2 separate regions of the Anser cygnoides genome follow, and region 1 is linked to region 2. The links are chromatin contacts, called in public Hi-C maps. All regions are on one chromosome and are shown on one strand. The core of a region is the stretch at or near the end of the contact, and the rest is flanking DNA. Distances in the headings are between cores, read along the strand shown. Region 1 holds the start of FST (follistatin). Region 2 overlaps ITGA2 (integrin subunit alpha 2).

Region 1 (5,586 bases), core at 1,877-4,376, 160 kb after region 2:
CCACAGGAAGAAGTTCCAAATAAGAGTATCTGTTTGAGCTGTCCTGGTCAAAGGTGATGACAGCTTTTTAGATGTGATTTGCAAAATATCTATTGATGAACACACTTGCACTCCCTTTGCATTTTTTTTCAAGTGGTATTTGTTAGGTAAAATCCTTATTACCTGTTAATTCAGTCCATTGTCCACTACCTGAAAACCTTTTGGTCAATTAAAAAAATAATAAAATAAAATAAAATAAAATAAAATAAAATAAAATAAAATAAAATAAAATAAAATAAAATAAAATAAAATAAAATAAAATAAAATAAAATAAAATAAAATAAAATAAAATAAAATAAAATAAAATAAAATAATTGAATGTATTTGTATTCTCATAAGCGCAACTTTTACCAATACCATACAATATAGGTTCTGTATTTAACCGTCTCACTTATGTGTAACTTCACTGTCATAGCACACATAACACCTGAAGAGCATAATACCAGAATTTAGTTAATACATTTGAGTGGGTTAGTTTTATCAAGAATTGGTTTGCTTGTTTTTCATGAAAAAGTCTTGGCTAAATCAAGAAATGAACCTTTGCATTCCAAATTCTTGTGCTACTCTGAGAAGCAGTACTTGACATTTGTACGGCAGGCAAGGATTGATTTGCCCCACACGGGAAAACTAAACAAAACAAAGAGATGAAGGAAAAGCTTATAAACTGTAATAATGCAGTGGTGCTCAGAAAAGTCCTTAAATCTGGTACAGAAGATGTGAAATAAGAGAACTTTCATAAAAGTGCCATTTTCCAAAAAAAGGGCCCATCTTTTTGTGATAACCAGGACAACTACGTGAAGCTAGCAAGGTTTCTCTGCTACCAGAAGAGGACGTTCTACCTTTATTTGAGCTCTTTCCGTGGGAGTTGGATGAGTTTTATCAGTTGTATGAGAAACCAGATCAGATGATGCGTGCATCCAGGACAACGGGAGGGTCCTAGAGGCTTCTTCATCTCTCCTGAATTTTAGGCAGAGACGTGTCAAGACAGGCTTCCAAATTTCCTCAACCCAAATCCAGATCTCTTTCAAATAATCAGCTTTTGCTTGCAGTTCTATTCACACCTGCAGAAAACTTTATGCAGACATGCTCTTTATCAAATTGAAGGTCCTGAGCTGGCCATCCTTGACACAGGCAACAGCTCCTGTGTTGAGAGACAGAACAACGAGGGGGGAAGAGTAAAATAATAATAATAATAAAATTATGCTAATACGATATCGACACCACAAAATAAATATTCCACATATATATGTATGTGTGTATATATGTTTGTGTATGTTAATAGTACCTGGTTAGTACAAGGTTACACTTGAGGATTACTCTTCCTCTTACTCAGTGTTTTGCTGCAATTTCCTCAGATAACAGCCACCTAATATTTTGGATTATGAAGTCTGTTGCAGCTAGAGCTGTATTACAGATAGGGAAAAGCCACATATTTTATGTAAATTGAGAGCTAAAACTGAAATTTCAGAAAGTTTGAGATGTTAGCATATAGGGGTGTTTTAAAAGGCTTTATTATTCCAAGTTCAGGGCCAGCTGCAAAGATTGGACTCACATCCAAAAACATATATTAAAATGCATACACTTCTTGGTAGAAAGAAGTTTTAAAACCTGTCAGGCTGAGAACAACACTCTTTTTGTGTGCTGCCTGACAATTCAGTTACAGATCGACCCTATTGTTTTTTTGGTAATTTAAATGTGATTGTTGGCAAAGCAGAAAAGGGTGGGGGAGTAGTACAGGGAGGCATACAGTGAAAAAGAAGAAAGCATTTCTGATTATACAATGTTGTTACACACAAACCCAATATTTAGCATCTAAAAAAAAAAAAAAACAATAAAAGAAAGAGCAGCTGTTTCTGTGTGATGTCAGAGAACAGGTGTGATACAAATCTCCATACCAGCGCAATCATATTGATCTCCCGATGATGCACGCATGAAGCACATGTGCAAACCTTATCGACCCATCCGGCATCTCATTTCCAGGAATACGGCCTGAAAATGCCCCTTTATAATTGAAACCATTATCAGGATAAACACCGCATTGGCCAATTAGGAAAAAAAAAACAACACAGACAAACTTGGGGGAAAAAAAAAAAAAAAAGAGAGAGAGAGAGAGAAGAGAGCAGGAGCAGAGCGGGGAACCTGTGCCCCGGCGGCGCGGTGCCGGGAGCGGGGCGCTCGCTGCGGGGGCAGCCGGGGCAGCCCCACCGCTGCCCCCCTGCCTCTTCGGGACGGGACCCCCGCCGGGGGCCGGGCCGAGCCCCCTGCCCCCGCTCCCCGGGGGGCATTGCCCGGGGATGGGGTGGGCTTGGGGGTCCGGCCCCCTGTAGGCACCTTGCGCCCGGGGTGCGTTCCCTCCGGGAGGAGAGGCGGCTTTGGAAAGCTGCCCTTTTCCCCGGGATGAGGGGTGTTTTGGTATTTACTGTTGATGTCGTCTGCCATTAGAGGGCACTAAGCAACCCTGCATTCACGCTGCTCCAGCGAAAGAGGAGAGAGAGGCGGGGCGGGGGGGCGTGTGGGGGGAAGAGTGGCACCAATTTGGGAAAAAGATTAAAAAGGATGCGGAGTCCCGGAGCTTCTGAAGTGCTCAAAATGCCCGGGCGCTGCTCAGGACGATGATCATAATAATAACAAGGAAAAAAAAAAAAAAGGAAAGAAAGAAATGCAGCGAGGTCAATCATTTACCAGTCTGCTTCTTAATGCGTGTGACTGCAGGTGGTACCGGGGGACATTGTGATTCATGCCCACTTTCAAAGCGGGACCCGGGCCCGGGCTGAGGCACCCAAACAACTGTCTTCTAATATTAGCACGGCTGTATTTCTGGATCTATTATAGTCTGTCCAGACAGATCCCATTGTAATGGGATCTTTTATTAAAAGATTAGCACTATCTCCTGCAGTTGGTGGAAAAAAATCTGTTATCGCTGAGTTATTTGCAGTTGTGGGGAGGGGGCGGGCGGTGGGGGGGGCCGGGAGGCGGGCGCGGGAGGAGGGCTGCGGGGAGGGCCGGCGGAGGGCGCGGGCGGCCGCGGCGCACCGGCCCCTGACCCGGCACTGTCCGGGCATTCCTGTCTGCATACTTCGCAGTCTGTTGTGCTTTGGTGGCTCAGAAAAGCGAAAGAATCGAAATTAAAAAGGCAGCTTTTGAATAAACAATGCCATTTTCCGTTAAGTAATCGTTTTGTATAAAAGGAAATATCGCCTACTCAGTTTCATTCAACGGTGCCAAAAAATGTTATAAATGAGAGACCGCCAACTTTTCTAAGGGGAGAATAATGCCAGACTGTGCTTAATAAACTAGTGCCCTAGAAGTTCATTATCGATGTTGCAATCTTTTCTGATTCTGAAAGGAGACCGCCTACGTCGCCCCCATTCCCGTCTCGTCCTCCCGGGCTCCCAGTGAAAAAGGCTGTCACTTGGGCAGAGCCCTAGGTATTAAACTTTTATTCGGTTCCTTGCTGGTTTTTTTTTTGTTTTGTTTTGTTTTGTTTTTTCGGTCCGGGGTTGGTCGCTTGGTTGGCCGGGGCTTTTTTTCGGGGGCCGAGCCGTGTGCGCGCCGCTGCGGGCACCGGGGGCTGCGAAGCGCGGATGGGGAAGGCTGGGGAAGGCAGCGCGGAGGGGGGAGGCACCGCGGAGCGGGGCGCGGAGCGGAGCCCCCCCCGGGCAGCGGAGCCCCCTCGGGGGGGCAGCGCAGCCCCCTGGCCCCCCAGCCCCGCTCCCTGCGCCGCGACCCCCGTGGGTTGCCAAAACCCTCCGGGTGCGCGGTGCGGGTCCCCAGGGCTTTGCGCTGCCTCCCGCGGGTGCGGAGCTTGCGCGGGTGCGCGCCCCGGGGGGGTGGGGGTGCGCGCCCGCGTGTGTGCGTGCACCTAAAGCAGATAATTGGAGAGGGTTTCCAGAAGGTGGAAAATGTCACCTGATTCACACTGAACTTTTTAAATCTCCCCACCCCCGAGCAGACACACACACACATTAGGAGACCGCCCACCGCAGACAGCTAAGACCCCCGTATAGATTTAAAGAGAGACTGCATTCAGAGCCTGACGTTCATTCAATAGAGCGATCATAAGCAGGCTGGCTAGTGCTCGCTCCCTCTCCCTACTCCCCCTCACTCTGTTTCTGTGTCTCTCTCACTCCGTGCTACGCTGAGGATGTTAAATCAGAGAATCCACCCGGGCATGCTCTTACTCCTGATGTTTCTCTGCCACTTCATGGAAGACCACACAGCGCAGGGTAAGACCGGATTGTTTATTCGTAGATGCGTTTTATTGCTGTTGTTGTTGTTATTACTGTAATTTTCCGTCTTTCGGGCGCTGTTTAGTTCGCTGCGGTGTTAAACGCCTCTCTCCAAGGTCCAACAGGAAAGAAGTTAACTGTGAGCATGGGGCTGCTTTGTACCGAGGCGCAGAGGTGTCATTTAGGTTGCTTTTTGATCGGATCTTCGCCCCGCTCTGCACAGGCACAGAGAACAGATGAGGATGTTTCTTGGTATTTTTGTTACTATGCAGCATGAATGAAGAGCAGCATCGTGGGGGAACTTTTCCTAGGCGCGGGTCCCGAATGAGTGCTCAAAGTTTGTTGGTAATTTAGCTCAGATTCTTATCTCGCCTGCCTGACAGAAGGAGAGGTGATGATGGGGAGCCCCACAATTACAGCTGACGCTTTCAGAAACCAATAGTGGTCATTTTCCGGACATTCCTTTAATATTAGGATTTCCTCCTTCCCCCCCTCCCTCCCCTAGTGTGTGTGTGTGTGAGTAAATGTTAACGTGCTGTAAATTCTCCTGCGCTGAGGAGTATGCTTCAGTAAGTTTGCTTTTTTCTTTTTTTTTTTTTCTCCATGCGAACAAAACAGCCCCGAACCTGGTATTGACAACTCTTAAGAGCCCTCTTTCGACACAAGGGAATATTGATTTTTAGTTCGGGGGCTTTTTACCCCTTATCTTGACCGTGTGCCACCCACAACCTGGATGTCTAACCGTTGCTTGCTTTACCATTTTTTTTTCCTTTTTTTTTTTTTCCCCCCACGCCCCTGAGCTAGAGCAGAAGTTAAACAAACGTAGGCAACTGTAAGACGCAAAACTTTTTTTTTATTATTTTTTAGGGCGTTGTTTGTTCTGTGATTTTTGGCAGGGGGTGTGGGGAGGGGGTCACGACACGACACGTCCCCCCACGCCCCGCGACATCCCGGCTGGCCGATCCTGACCCCTCACTCCGGTACGTTCCCATCGGAGTAAGGAGGCAGGATCGAGCCCTCGCTGGATGAGCACCAGAATCAATTGGTATTGAGTCGCTGGAGAAGTCACATTGGTTATTCACGAGAGGCTCATCCCAACCAAAACTCTCCAGCTAAAGCAGGGGGAGTTGCTTGGACTAATGTTCTTGGCGTGACTCCACGAATAACAGGCATACTAGTAAAAAAAAAAAAAAAAAAAAAAACTCTATCCGGTTTAAGGACAGTGTACTTTCCTCTGCAATGCTTGCCGGAGAGACGGCACCTCCAACTTTTCCAGTTGGATCGATTTTGAAAACTCTGTAGGGACCTCCTCCTCTGT
Region 2 (5,601 bases), core at 1,404-3,903:
TTTAAAAATATAAGGCCCAGGATTCAGCACAGTTGGGTGCACCAATTATAGTCTTGCAGAATTTTTTGGATTTTTTTAGTTGCTTAAAAGCATGTATTTAGGTCAGTGATGCAAATTCTTTCAACTCACTGGGAAAGTCACGTGAGACATCAGCAGAAGAGTTTTTGTTATTCAAGTTAGCAGCAGCGCAGAGACTACAGAAGCATCTGAGTAGGTGCCTATCACACCAACTTAAGTAGTAGTTTCTGAGGAATTTGAAAAAGTGCAAACTTGAATCAGCAAATTTAATTTAGCTGAGCGCTAAGAACAGAAGCTCAGTGCTTCAGAAAAGACTAGGCAGAGAGCCTGTAAAAGAGTTACTCAAGATAAAATAGTGTTTCAAATTCAGGTGCATCTCCTGAAGTATGAGAAAATGCAGTTTCATATGCAAGTCAGGGCATGAAGGAATCTCTAGAGTTGGAAAAAGATTTTAGTTATTTTTGGTGATGAGACAGCTTAAAGGAACTGAAGGAAGTACACATTAAGCCAACGCACGATTTTTAATGCTTCCCTTGGAGATAGCTCATTTATACACCCTCTAACACTTAGGAAGTATCTATCTGGAAATAGCTCCTTCCTGAGGCAGGTAATTTAGCAAATAACTAACTTTTTAAATTACAAGGGTTGAGAAAAAAGTGTCAACTCATTGAAGATAGGCTTTTCTAGTGAAAAACATCCTGATTCGGGTTTTCAGAGGTGGGAATCAGTCTTATCAGTGACTTCTGCAAGGACAAGGAAGCTGATATCATGTAAACCAGAAAGGCCGGATATTTGAGCAATAAGGAAGCAGAAAATGTTTCATGTGGGTTTTCCTAGCAGGTCTAGTCAGGAGGGTCTTTGAGGAAAGGGCCCTTGGGAGGAAGCATGAAGAAATGAGAAGGATCCCTGACACAGTATGGAGGAGCACAACTAATCAAAAAGCATCTCTTTGAGACTGCACACGTGAGTTTGGGATTGTGTGCACAGATGTTACCCAGATTAACTGGGTAGAGCTGCATTGCCAAATAGAAGGGATCTGCACTTTGTGCTACATGAAGAGCTGATGTAGGGAGTCATGATAGCTCCTTGTTAACTCACTCCCTAGCTTTTCATGTTCGAAATTACTTAACTAAGCCTCCTGTAGGATGAAGACCAGAAAGATTATGGGATGGTTCAGCAGTAGTAGTTGGTCACAAGGAGCACATGGATGCAATTAACTACACAGGGATGTTTTGTTGTCTTTGAGCACAGACTCACCTGGTTGAGTCATCCACAGGCCCTCACAACCTGTTTTTCCATCTCACACCTGTAATTTCGTGATATAGTGGGCTGCAACCACCTTCACATTACTTTAGAAATTTTGAATGATAAAAACTATAGTAATAAAGTGGATGAGAGCAGACTGAGGGCTGTAAGGTATGTGGCATGCATACAAACGGGGTGCTGTGTGTTTCCACACCCAGGCAGTGAGGAAACAAACCCACTTGTAGCACAGGGCATTAGGGCCGAAAGTTGTAATTTCTGCCCGGGAGAGGAGCTTGCAGTAGGGTTCTAGATGCACTGTGGCAAGGACAAGTTTGAACAGAACCTACATCTCATGCTGCCCTGCTGTCTTCATGTGCTCGGTTGGCTTCAGTATAGCACTTATTTTCTGAACTAAATTTTTAACGTTCAAACAGCAGGACAAGCGACTGATTTTCCTGCGATTATAATTCTGACCTGATTCACAAACTTAGAACAAACCAAAGCACATCCAGTTGCATATGTTTTCAAAGTAGATGCGAAACTGAAATGTATTGTTTTACGGTTGTTAACTAGGCTTGCCAACATCAACTTCTATGAAGTATACTCTGGTCATAACATTCCTTCCACTGTGAATAATTTTGAAGATATTGGCCCCGCATTCAACTTCTCAGTTAAGGTTAGTAAATGTTTCTGGTTCTGTTTTGAGAAGCTGCCTTACCTCTGCCTGCACCTGGGTCCCAAAATGCAGTTGAAAAAAAATGCTTCTGATTTCACTATCTGAATTTGATGCTTTTGAATCAGTCAAACAGGGGAAGAAAATTGCAAATAGCAGGAGGGATAAATCCTTACAATGTTGATGAGGTCAGAAATGAAATTTGAACGTAACACTTAAGTAGAATGGTGGAGGGATTGGTCCTGCACTGTTTACGTATTTGGAAGAGGGTTAATGCTTAACTTCAGGATAGCTTACAGTATTTGTTCACAGAGCTAATTTGTCTTCTGCTGACTTGATAAAGGAAAACAAGTCTTTGCAGGCTTGGACTTTGAAATTTGAAGTTTGGCAGGGGTTAAGCGCTCAAACACGATGCAGGAACTAGCCAGATCACAGCATTTATTACACAGCTCAAAAAAAAAATCTAAATATGCAATGTGGAAGAAACTTTATATTCCATTTATATTCTTGTAACTGCTTTTGTAAAAGCCTATTGGCCGTTGTGGAATATTTGCTTTTCAAAAAATATTTCATGCAGATAATAAGAGCTTTGCTAAGGAAACAGGCAGGGGCCTGAAGCTATAGAGTATGCTTTCCACTAGGGCATAATTTCATTATTTACCCCAGTAAATGTGACAATACAAAAAACATTGATGCAAAAGGAATCCAGTTCTTCCATAATCGTATGTGATTTCTGATTCTCTTGTTATGCCAAATACTTTTTGTGTATATAAGTATTGCTACCTGAATTAATTGTGAGCTATTTATTTTGCAGGTAACAACAGGAGGAATTCCAGTGAAGATGGCAACTGTGAAAATCCTTCTTCCAGAGCTGACCAACAAAGACAACCCACTGATGTACCTAACTGCAATTGACACAGATCAGGTGAAGGACTGCACTGTATAAGTTGATATGTTTGGGGGTTTTAACCAGCACCATTTACATCAGTTATTTCCTTCACAGTGTATCTGAGATTCGGATAATCCCCGCCCTTTCTGTATGCCCCCTCCTACAAAGGGACTGGGGAGGACCAGACATCAACTGTACGCCAGTCTATTCCTTGGCAGATGCCAATTATCTGTACAGTCCACAGCTGACTTTTCATATGACCCTGGAATTAGGTGGTTCTCCAAGATCCTGGGAAGACAATAGTAAAAATGGATTTTTTAGATCAGGACAAAACTTTCAGTTCAGTTTAATTCTGATTAAAATACATGGTCTGTTAGATTCCAAAATCATCCAGTATTACGTAATTCACAACCTATAATTTCACAGCCACCATGTCATCAGAAGTATATATTCTTACGATGACTATACATTTTGGAGTATGATGTCAACCAGTTTAATTCCTGCCATCCCTTTCCTAGGCCAGAGGTGTTACTTGTCAAGCTCAGATAAATCCACTGCAAATAGGAAAAAGATCTTACTCTGCATCCTTCAAGAAAGAGAACTTCAGAGCTTTGAAAGAAATGGTGAGTACACGTCAGGTCTGCTGTACAGTAGGACAGGGGTGTAGAGCTGATCCTTGCTGCTGTACCTGTGGGGATGACTGTGGTGGCCATGGCATTTTTCACTCACAGGGCAGGAGTGCCTCCTATGGATACTCTCACACATAACTGCATCTACCTTAGAGAGAAGCAGCACTACATGTTCTTCACTGTGTGCAAGCACTCAATTTCCAGGCACAGAATAGTAAAATTTTAAACTCGATATCAAAGGACCTATTGTTAAATTGTACTTTTTAATGCATGCTGTTGTCTCTCCTTGCTGTTTTCCCTGGAAGAACTGTAAAAATGCAAAGTGCAGTACCATCACATGCAAACTGGAAGACCTCGTGCTGAAAGGAGAGTATTTTGTGAATGTCTCCACCCGGATCTGGAATGGTACTTTTGCTGCTGTGAGTATCACCTGCATCTTCATGAAGGAACCAATACACAAGTATTTCCTAGTTCCTGGTATTTTTTAAAGTTCATTAAAGAGAACTTCCCAATCTAGAAAGATATTCTTTTATGTTATTGTGTTTTTCCAGATTGAAAAGTTGAATCAAAAAGTGAGGCAGCATAACAGAACTGCAAATTTCAGTCCAGGACAAACTCTAAGAAAATGCAGTGACAATACAGATCTTCATAGCTATAAAAACATTTTCTGCATCTGTTAAATTCATTTAAGGTGAACTAGAGTTTCCACAAAATTCAGCGTAGGACAGCAGAGCATAGTCATAGCCTGGAAAATAATGTTGCTTTTAGCTTTTGAATGTCATAGGCTACATAGTGATCATTTTAAGTCACATCAAAATACGAAAAGCCTATTAGTGCTGCCAGTTATATTTGTTAGAGAAGGTGTGGATTTTTATTTTAAATTGACTTTTTGTTTTTATCAGAGTTGGTGTCAAGGAAACAGTCCTTGCTTAAAGAGCTACAGGATGCTTAAAAATATGCATCAATAAAACCTTGACTTTCCCATTTTAAATCATTATGTGTCCTCCAGAATATAAATCATCTCGAATTACCAGATTTCTGAAATGAGACTATATTGGCTCCTCAGCTAGGCAACCAACCAAACTGTCTTAGAGTCCTAGGCTTGCACAGAGCATCAGGAACATGACGCAGTCTCATTAGTCTGTCTGGCGAGTCTGGTAGCAAGTATTGACATAGAACAGCAGGATTGTTGTCAGCTTCATCATTCAGCGCTTAAAAGGAAAAGGTCAGGTTGATAATGTAATATACTTATGGCAAGTTTGTGAAGAAGAGCATCTGCCTGTCTTTAAAGATGGTGTTTTTCAAATCAGCTGGGTCAAGAACATTTGTTAGTACTGATAGATATGCAGAAGGTGGAGGCCTAAGTAAAAGGTTGCTACCCTCACAAGACAGTGCATGGAAACAATTTGTTTTCCACTGGGAGATGGGAAGGGAAGACTGAATGTTTTCCTCTCATCTTCCATTTTGTCATTTTCTATTTGATTGTCAATGCAAATACCCTTGCAAGCACCCAATGATGCACATCATAGCCTTGTTATTTAGTGGCAATCAATCATTGCCGAAGGAGAAGGCAGCAGACTTGATGATACCTGCTAATCAAAGCAAAGAAAGATGTGTTTAGGAATAAGCAAGGTGCTTTAAATCGTGCATAGGCAGGTTTCTCCATACCTAGGATCGCAGGACAGACCACTTGCACAGATAGCCATGGTGCAGATATGCTGTAACCTGCAGTCAATTCAACGCCTTGTAGCTCATGCTCCCTGTGTCAAGTCCACTATACCTGGCCCTGCCAGTGGCTGTAGGCTTATTAGAACTAACTGGCTTCAGAGGCAAAAGGACAAAGCACTTACTGCTTCTAGAATGGCTGGCTAGTGCTTCCATAACCTGAATCTGCTCTCAGTGGTCCTGTGGGAATCAGGAATTGCCATGTCTAAGGCAGGGGGATAAGAGCAACACTAAGATGGCAGAATAAGCACAGCCATGCTTCTCTGCCTCTGGATACGTTTGCAGAGGAAGTGGTATCTGGCATAAGGTCTCTTTTCAATTGGGAATTGGCCTAGATTTTTGTTGTCTTTGTTTAAGCTGAGGGCATGATGTCAGAGTTTGACCAGTGGAGAGGAACAGATCGTTTTAGGAAAAAATAAACA

Evidence for each region. Hi-C and Micro-C count contacts between places; a contact is called where the count stands out from the background.
Region 1: a Hi-C map of liver shows a contact between it and region 2, with 4 times the contacts expected there. The contact joins the promoter of FST here to the enhancer-like site in region 2. A contact is called at or near these places in 2 of 7 Hi-C or Micro-C datasets (both in liver).

What each region holds. Positions count from the first base shown.
Region 1 is chrZ:71,539,705-71,545,290 of Taihu_goose_T2T_genome, forward strand. It overlaps FST (follistatin), which reads left to right and starts at 3,127. Exons shown (of 6, transcript XM_013180615.3): 1 at 3,127-4,265. The coding sequence starts at 4,184.
Region 2 is chrZ:71,384,923-71,390,523 of Taihu_goose_T2T_genome, forward strand. ITGA2 (integrin subunit alpha 2) reads left to right here. Exons shown (of 30, transcript XM_048050381.2): 24 at 1,837-1,939; 25 at 2,751-2,861; 26 at 3,344-3,448; 27 at 3,760-3,873. Among named protein-coding and RNA genes, the nearest start is that of ITGA2, 56 kb to the left of the region's middle. Within about 2 kb of position 2,654, at least 2 of the 3 cell types and tissues checked have open chromatin away from gene starts, as enhancers often do. A contact at or near this core is called in liver, where this site is marked.